3 separate regions of the Mus musculus genome follow, and regions 1 and 3 are each linked to region 2. A link is a contact called in public promoter capture Hi-C data. All regions are on one chromosome and are shown on one strand. The core of a region is the stretch at or near the end of the contact, and the rest is flanking DNA. Distances in the headings are between cores, read along the strand shown.

What was found. Promoter capture Hi-C pulls out the DNA fragments that hold promoters and counts their contacts.
Region 1: a promoter capture Hi-C map of embryonic stem cells shows a contact between it and region 2. The contact joins the promoter of Cldnd1 here to the promoter of Pros1 in region 2. A contact is called at or near these places in 2 of 39 promoter capture datasets (embryonic stem cells and pre-B cells) and 1 of 484 Hi-C or Micro-C datasets (CD4 T cells).
Region 3: a contact with region 2 is called in a promoter capture Hi-C map of liver, with 2.5 times the contacts expected there. The contact joins the promoter of Crybg3 here to the promoter of Pros1 in region 2. A contact is called at or near these places in 2 of 39 promoter capture datasets (cranial neural crest and liver) and 1 of 484 Hi-C or Micro-C datasets (uterus).

Annotation. Positions count from the first base shown.
Region 1 is chr16:58,726,347-58,729,160 of GRCm38.p6, forward strand. Cldnd1 (claudin domain containing 1) reads left to right here and starts at 1,564. Exons shown (of 6, transcript NM_171826.3): 1 at 1,564-1,738.
Region 2 is chr16:62,852,969-62,855,668 of GRCm38.p6, forward strand. It overlaps Pros1 (protein S (alpha)), which reads left to right and starts at 1,339. Exons shown (of 15, transcript NM_011173.3): 1 at 1,339-1,536. The coding sequence starts at 1,461.
Region 3 is chr16:59,599,580-59,602,597 of GRCm38.p6, forward strand. Crybg3 (beta-gamma crystallin domain containing 3) reads right to left here and starts at 1,468. Exons shown (of 22, transcript NM_174848.4): 1 at 1,166-1,468. The coding sequence starts at 1,314.

The DNA.
Region 1 (2,814 bases), core at 314-2,813, 4.1 Mb before region 2:
ACTTCCAGAGCACACGACTAAACAAACACATTGAAATGCCCTCCTGGCAAGTCTAGCAGCTGGGTAGTTAGCAGACAGGTCCGGAAGCCAGCTGAGGTGTGCAAGAACACTTACCACTATTTATGACAGGCTTCTCCTCTTCATCTGGGACAATCGGGAGTTGTAAAAAGCTACTTCTACTGATCTTATTCAAACACTGGACATTCAATTGTAAATAATGCTTTAATGATTCCTTAACAATCCTCAGGTCCTCTGCCTGACATTTTTTACATTTTCTTATCTATAGATTCTATTTTCAAAAGTCCATATATTGAAAACCAAAGGCAATCTTATCTTAAAGATTATGAAGTAAATTGTCCAGTGTCTTAAGATTGGTTTACTAACCTCAGTGTTGATGTTTGCCAAGTTAGTTCATCTTCATGGGCTTCAGTTTCTCTGTCTACAAACTTAGGCTGTTTCTTTTCTTCTTAAAAAATGTCTCTTTACCAGAATTGGTTGCACAAGTTACTTCAGGAAGTAGACGTCTCATGAAGGCCGGTGGATGAAGACATCTGCTGCATAAGTGCATTCACAAGTCTTACTGTGGATTCACTATTCGACTCTACACACTCATCGAGCTTTCAAGATGACACCTGAGGCAAATTACGTTTTCATTTGATGCTATCCGTGAAAATCTAGTCATGCCTTGTGGATACTGGGCTCTGCCAGAAGTCCTTTTCCAGACACAGCCTGTGATGGTGAACCGGAACCACAAGCTAAAGGCAAACGATTTCTAACTTAAAAAAAAAAAAAAAAATCTTCTCTACCTGTTTAGAAATTCCTGTGAAGTATTTGAGGGCTTAGAATCATTCCATTGCTTCCATGTCACACAGCCATCTGTCTCCGAGGCTACCCACAACTTTTTCTGTTGAAAATGATCTCTAAATTCCATTTCATATTACATTCACACTTTAAAGTAACATTTTTGAAATCTAGTATCCTTCGGATTTACAAGTTGGGTTTTTTTTTTTGTTTTGTTTTTTTGTTTTGTTTTTTACAACTGAAACAAACAGGGAACTTGATTACAGTAGAGAGCAAATAACAGATTTCTTCAAACAAGAATAACGTAATTATATCAGGTTATAATGCTAGTTTAGTTAGATCCTTAGTTACATTTAAACAAAACAGAAGAACACGTTGTTCAAATGGGAGGGACGATGTAGGAAATGGGAGGGGGGTTGATATTTGAAGAGTAGAGTTCCATTAAAGTTCATCAACTCCGTAGTACTGATTTTTAGAGGTAGGGTGTTATCGTAGGGAAAACAGAAGACTCGACGTTAGATCTCGGCTAAATCAAAGCCTTTGACTATGGTTGACCAAAGATCCTCCCCCATCACTTTCTGGAGCTTGGTCCCTCCTTTTTTGAGGTGTAACAATCCCGCAGTTAAGACTTCAGCTTTCCTCACTGATCTTCAGAGTTCTTTCTTCGGAGAGAACTACATTCCCCACAATTCCTCGCGCGTCGTCAGGCATGCTCTCCTCTGGCTCTAGCCCCTTCTCCTCCAGTATTCCTACAAGTCCCACAAGGCCCCTCGGCCCAGGGCCGCTTTGGCCCGGCCTGGGGTGGAGGTGGAGGCGGAGGCGCGGGAGTTATGGAGGGGGCGGGCTCTGCAGGGAAGTACGTCAGAGGAGGCGCGGGGAGAGTAGGGTGCTGTGGTCGGAGCTGGAGGGCGAAGCCGGTGGAGTGAGAGGATGGGCGGTGAGTTCGCGGGGTCGCGGGCCGGCTCGGCTCGCGACCTGGGGAAAGGGCTCCTTGCTGGCGCGGCCAGGCCCGGGGGCTGGAGCGGCAGGCGGGGCGGGGAGGGGCGGGGCTCCGGGCCAAGGGGCCGGGGCTGGCTGGGTTCGGGTACCCAGGGCGCTCGCCCAGCCCTGCCGGTCTCCGCCCGCCCATGCCAGGCCCTGCTGTGCGGCCCAGGGTGACTGCGCTAGGCGCAGCTTCCAGAACCCGGCCTTTAAGGTCATCCGAGAGCACCAGGATGGACGAGAATTTTGAGAATCAGAATACAAATCGCACTTGCTGGGCTATTGATGACTGTAGTCGCCCCGGTCTTTTCCCCAGTCACTCCCCATTTTCCAAACTCCGCTCCCCAGTTTGTAAGCCTGTTTTCACGGGTGCTTGAGACGAGGGGTTTGGTGCTGTCACGGTGTGCATACATTTGGCAGGGTTTGACTCAGCGTGATCTTGCCTTGAGTCATTTTACCGCGGCCATTTACTACCGCCGTGGAGCCCTGTCCACGCCTAGGGAGTGTTCAGATTTTGCCTAAGTCACTTTTCTGTTTGCGAGTAGGGATTATTTAGTTTTTATGGATCTGTGCTATATTTTAGGATATACGGAGCAGTATTACAGTTTGGGAGGTTGAGAAGTGTGTAATGGAATGGGGGGCGGGGAGAGTAAGGAGTGAAGAATCCGGTTGTGTCAAGAGGCTTGGCTTAGCTTTAATTGAATTGAAGGAGATTGATAACTAACATGGTGTTTTTGCTCTCTTTGCTATGACATACATTTAAACTTTCCCCTCGGGTTAACACCTTCAACTCTGATTTCCAACTTACACCTCACTTCTGCCCTTATTTATAATTGTAAGCCTCCCCACTAAAAAAGCTGGGGGGTCTTCGTTTCCTATTCTGCTGTCTTTTTTCTCACACAAGCCTGAAAACACATAGCATGTTTATAGCTTGTGTAAAAATCCACTCTGCATTTAAGGTGTGCACGCTGCACTGCTGACCATGGGCATGTCTGTTGTTTGTACCTGTAATGTGTATGTCCTTTTCAGTGT
Region 2 (2,700 bases), core at 89-2,588:
AGCTGTCTTCAGACACATACCAGAAGAGGGCATCAGATCTCATTACAGACAGTTGTGAGCCAACCTGTGGTTGCTGGGAATTGAATTCAAGACCCCTGGAGGAGCAAGCAGGCAGCACAAGCAGCCAGTGCTCTTAACAGCTGAGTGAACTCTCCAGCCCCATTTTGTCCTCTTAGTCTATCATACATTAATTTAGCATGGCATAGAGCATAGACGGGTATAGTACAAAAGTTTTCCTTCCTCCTCCTCAATGAATGGAAATTTCCCAAAACATTTTATCAGAAAAAATATTGACTCCCATCTTAGTCATCTTGCATCCCCACTGGATCACTAAATAACAAAGGAAAGAGAGAGAGAGAAAGAGAGAGAGAGAGAGAGGAAAAATGACCCTTAAAATATGATTCTGCCTAGTAAGTTTCGTTCACACACATTCAAAAAAATCAATCTATGTTTTAATTGGACAAAAAAGGATTAATATACTCTATGTGCGTTGAGTTCTACTAGTTGGCATGGACTTAATGTTTCATATCGATAGCATCTATAGAGTCTCATGTCAACACGATGAAAACCTCTTATCTCTGTTACAGATGATATGACTAGGACTTAAAAGTGTAAGCTCTTTTCTTAAAGTTATAAAACAGTGTTAAGAGCAAGTTCTATGTTTTCAACCCAGGCAGTTTAGTTTCAAGTAGCAGGGAAAGCCTGATTTACACGTGTATGCCTGACAAAAACCAAAAGGGTAATGCTAACACCAAAACAAGCTGTTCTGAGGAAATACTCTGTGGGTGATCAAACCTTTCGATTTTCTTTCCTCCCACTACTTTGGTTTTGAGTACCCTTCTTCCTAAAGTCCAAGTTGGCTTCAGTTTAAGTTGACATCCTGACTGGCTGGCAGTCTCTGGAGTTGGAAAGAAATGGGGTGGGGTGGGGAGAAGGGAAGCTGGGTGGAGGAGGAATGGGGAAGGGATGCTAGAGAAGGTAGGAGCAGGGGAGGAGAGAGAGAGAGAGACAGAGACAGAGAGAGAGAGAGAGAGAGAGAGAGACAGAGACAGAGACAGAGAGACAGAGAGACAGAGAGACAGAGAGAGAGAGATACTTCACCCTTTGAAAACAACTTTCTAAAGAAACGAAGTAAAAGCAGGGCTGGGGACAGTGACAAAGGACCTCTCTGATAAGCTTCCCTCGGCCTCCGACCTCCTTCCCGCGGCCCTCCCCACCCCACCCCCGCCCCCCAGCTGCGAAGAGCTTCCAGGAAATGTCCCAGTCACCGCTTCCCCTCCCGGGCTGGGGGCTGGGAGCGGGCGGTCCCCTCCGCCCCTGGCTGCTCCGCCCGCCCGCGCTCGGGCTGGGCCGCGGCAGAGCTGGGAGAGCAGAGCCCGGGCTCGCAGCTTCCCTCGGCCGCCCTAGCGCAGGCACGGTCCCCGCTGCGCCAGCCCTGACCCCCGGCCATCCTCTCAGCAATGAGGGTCCTGAGCGCACGCTTTCGGGTGCTACTGGCCTGCCTCGCCCTGGTGATCCCTGTCTCAGAGACAAACTGTAAGTAATCCATATCTTCAGGCTTCTCTGGTCCCTACATGCCCTGGCTGGTAGGATTGTCTCCTGGACAGCTTGTTGCTTCCTAAATTTCCAGTAAGTCCCCCAGCGTCTCAGAGAGTGGCGGCAGCCTGGATCTGGCGGACTGAGTAAACGTGGGACGAGATCAAAGCTTGCCTTGCTTTGGGAGTCATTGTCCACAGGATTGATGCAAGAAGCTGGGTGATACCAAGTGTCATAGGAATTGGATGAGCATAGTTCTAAACATTGGTAGGAAAACTAAGTCAACCCTCGGTGCCCTCCGATCCCAGCCTGCACCCTCTCTTACAGTTAACCTTCCTTTTGCAATTTCTGGACTTTGTACTTGATTGGCTCGTCTCACATTGACAAACTGTTTGAGGATCACTGCGAGTTTACTTATCATTCCCTAACCTTGGCGTAAGAAGTTGCTGTTGGATATTATCTTGGAGCGAGGATCGTTTTGTACTGAGGATTTTGATTGCTACTGATCTGCGGTGGTGGCACGGATTCTTTGCACCTTATTGTCGTGTTTCTTGATTTTTTTCCCCCTTCTTCCATTCCCAGATTCCAGGGAGCATATTGAGTTTTCTCTTAGGGATATATAAAGAGCAACACAGGTTTGGTACGTTGTAACTGTCAACAAAATTGTTTTCAAAACTTTAAATGTGTTCATAATTAACAGTGCTTTCTTCTGCTCTGTTGGATTCCCAGAAACAGGCATGGGAGAAATAACTGCATAACATTTAGGCGACTAAGAGTATCAAAGAAATCTTTCAAGGATGGTTAATTAAATAGGCGTTTGCTAGAATTTCAATTTTTTATTAAGTAATAAGAAGATGCAGGTATTCTTAAAATTATAACTAACTTAAAGACCAGACTATAACTGATTTGTTTTATATTGAAGATAAACAAGTTACAATTACAAAACTTCAACGGCCAAGCCCCCATAACAAAGCCGCATGTGACTGTATGCTTGCACATGATCTATCTTGTACATTAGGACAATCAAATGTTTTCCGACAGCAGCAGGGCGGTGGCCGGCACGTGCCTCTGATCCAGCCACTTGCTCTCCAGGCAGAGGTCAGCAAATCTCTGAGTTCAAGGCCAGCCTGATCTACAGTTCCAGAACAGCCCAGCTGCCCAGAG
Region 3 (3,018 bases), core at 218-2,717, 3.3 Mb before region 2:
TTAAAAGGGCAAATAGGCCAGGGGAACAGGCAGGATTTCAGGACAATGCTGATAGGAGCTGGCCTGCTTACTCCATTCCACCACTCTCAAGTTTCCAAAGGGCGCTGAGTCTACTGCTTTCAGATCACAGGGGACTGTTAGGGACAACGTTAGAGCCACATTAGAGCCACGACAGGTGAGACCTCCCAGATTTCAGAACTACCATTAAGGACGGGGAAACTTCGAATGTTAAAAGCATCAACAACCAGGCCAAAAGTATCTGAAACTTCCTAGTAGAATAACCAGTCAATTATAATTGGTCATTTCTTGGAAAGACGTATTATGCTAACAGGTGATTACACTGGAAATGATTCACAATTAGGAAAAGCAAGGAGAACGAAGGGCTAACAACAAATCACAAACCCTAAATAGTAATGGAACTAGAAGCGTCAGTTGTTTCCGATCCATTTTTCTTTGAAGTCCATCAGCAAGTCTTTAGTCTGAGGTAAATATAGCTCTCTAGAGGGCAACCTTCCAAGGACATGGGTTACAGGTTCTTCTGGTGCAAGTGAAGTTGGCTTCACTTCTCAAAAAAAAAAAAAAAAAAAAAGGAGAAAGAAGCGAAACCACCTCTCCTTTAGGGTTGATAAGGAAATTTAAAAACGGGCATTTTAATGAGACGAATTTTTAAAATGTCAATCTTTAAAGCAGCAGGAGTAGAGGAAAAATGATTATGGAAAGAGTGCAAGAGTGCACATACTAATCATTAAACTGAGCCAGCTCTCAGCTCCGGCCCTGGTTCCCCAAATCGGAGCGCTTCCGTCAGATGTCCCCAGTGAGAGAGACAGAGAGAAAGGAGGAAGGGCGGCAACATTTAAACTGTAAACAAATCTGGCGAAGACTTCAGATTCTGGATGTCGTCTCAGAAAGCTCTGATTGCAACTCTTTTAGGAATCACTTCGAGAAAACCTTAAGATGGCAAAGCACGACGCGGAGGGGCGCGAGATTCCCTCGGCAGCTTCAGAGCCTCCCGGAGTGGAGGGGACAGAGCCGGGAGCCCCCGATGGCGGCGGGAAAAGCCACCGGCCGGGAGCAAGAACTTCCCCAGATCTAAGCCACCCAGGGCGGGACCGGAGGAAACCCGAGCGGCGGAGGAAGGCGCGCACGGCGCCCCCGCGGCTCCCACCTGGCTGCACTCCGGCTCACTCCCGCCGGCTGGCCGGTCCCCGGCTTCTCCTCCTCTTCCTCTTCCTTGTCCCGAGAAGGGTTCCGCGGAGCGAAGAACCGAGAGAAGCTGTGCCAGGGGGCGCTGCCCCTCCTGCGGCCGCCGGACATCTCCCCACCGGCTCGGCCGCGCCGTCCGCGGGCCCCGACGAGCCGCTGGCCGGAGCGAGGGTGGCCGCAGCCCTGGCTCGCTGAGCGCAGCGAGAGTCGGCCCGGGCCGCCGGCGCGGCTCCTCCAGCCCGGCCGGCACGAGCGCTCCCCGTGCGGCTCCTCCTCCCGCCCGCGCCCGGAGCTGCCCGCCCCCGGGAGGAGCCAGTGGCCGCGACCGCCCTGTCGGCCACAGCGTGCAGATCCGGGAGGAGCAGCCTGGGGATGCTAGGCTCCGGCTTCCCGCCCAAACCAGCCCAGCCCGCAGCCCACTTGGCTTGGCCAACAGTCAACTGTAAATGCTTTGCTTCCCTTTCCCGAGTTAGGGCTGTTTTAAAACAGGGTAATCAATTAAAGTCTGGGGAAACACCTGGCAAGAAGCAGCACCCGCGTGCCCTGCAGCCTGGAACCTGAGCACAGCCTTTCTAAAGACAGTTTCAGCCTGCAAGGGTAGGTCCCATCTGTCCTGCTGTCAGCACCTTGTTTCTGCTTCAGCTGGCTCAGATGAGGAGCCACCAACCCAGGTGTGTTTTAGCGCTCACCCTTCACCTGTGGGCCACTCCCAGAATCCTTTTTCAAAAAAACCGTCCCTGATCACAAAACCAAATCTGATTCAGGTATGACTCAAACTAGAAAAATGCTGAAACAAATATTTGGTTGTTGCGCAGATACTCCTGTATTCTGGAACGCCAAAGGCCCTTAACATTAGTTTAAAACGAATATCTGGTTATGATAAAAATGACTTTATACAGCGGAGCTGCTAACAGAGAAAGCACACAGAGCCATATTCGCCCCAGGTGTATTGTTATAGTTTGTCTGAAGTCAAACTCCAGAGGTATGAAGTTCAAGATAACAGTGGGACATTTAGTAACTAAAAATGTTATGTGGGCAAATCACATGAAAATAGGGTGATAGCTGTCTGTGGCTGGCTGGAGAAGTGAGGAGGTTGAACGTCTACCTGTCGGCCCCAAGGAATCATAGTGCCGGTTAAGGAGCCTTCCCGCGGACCCACAGCTACCCCTTTGAGGCATTTTAATCTGTCAACTGGATCTGAAACTAGGAGTATGAGAGTAAGAAAAAAATTAGGATCAGATACAGATGGACAAGCAAATTCTTCCATGCAGCTACAGGGCCTGGAGAATAATGTGCCTCCCCAACGCAATGTTAGCTGACTAGCAGTTGCCTCCCCCTGTTGCCCTGTGACAAAAAGTGGTCCTACACCTCAGTGTTGGCACAGAGGGTCCAGGCAAGGAGTCTGTCTGGGGATAAAAGTGTCTGGGCGTCAATAAGATTATGAGGCAAATTCTGATTTTCAATAATACTATTTCTCTCAATTAGCTGATAGGAAAATGTTATAGTAGTCCACGTATTAATGTTTCTTTACAACTGGTCTCCTAGGTATATGCAGAAGTATTAGGCTCACGGCATGGAAAGTTCTTGGTATTGAATGTTTGCTTTTCCAATACTTAGATTTTTAGATTTCCTGTACCCTAGAGTCTTGACATACAATAGCAGGTTCTTGAATCCTAGATTCTAGGATTTTGTTATGAAATCTGTGAAAGCACTTTCAAATTTCAGTTGGAAACATCTCAGAGATACTAATTTTATGCACTCAACTTCGCTTCATTTCAAATTCAGTTTTCATCCAGACATTTGGTAAGTGGCTGA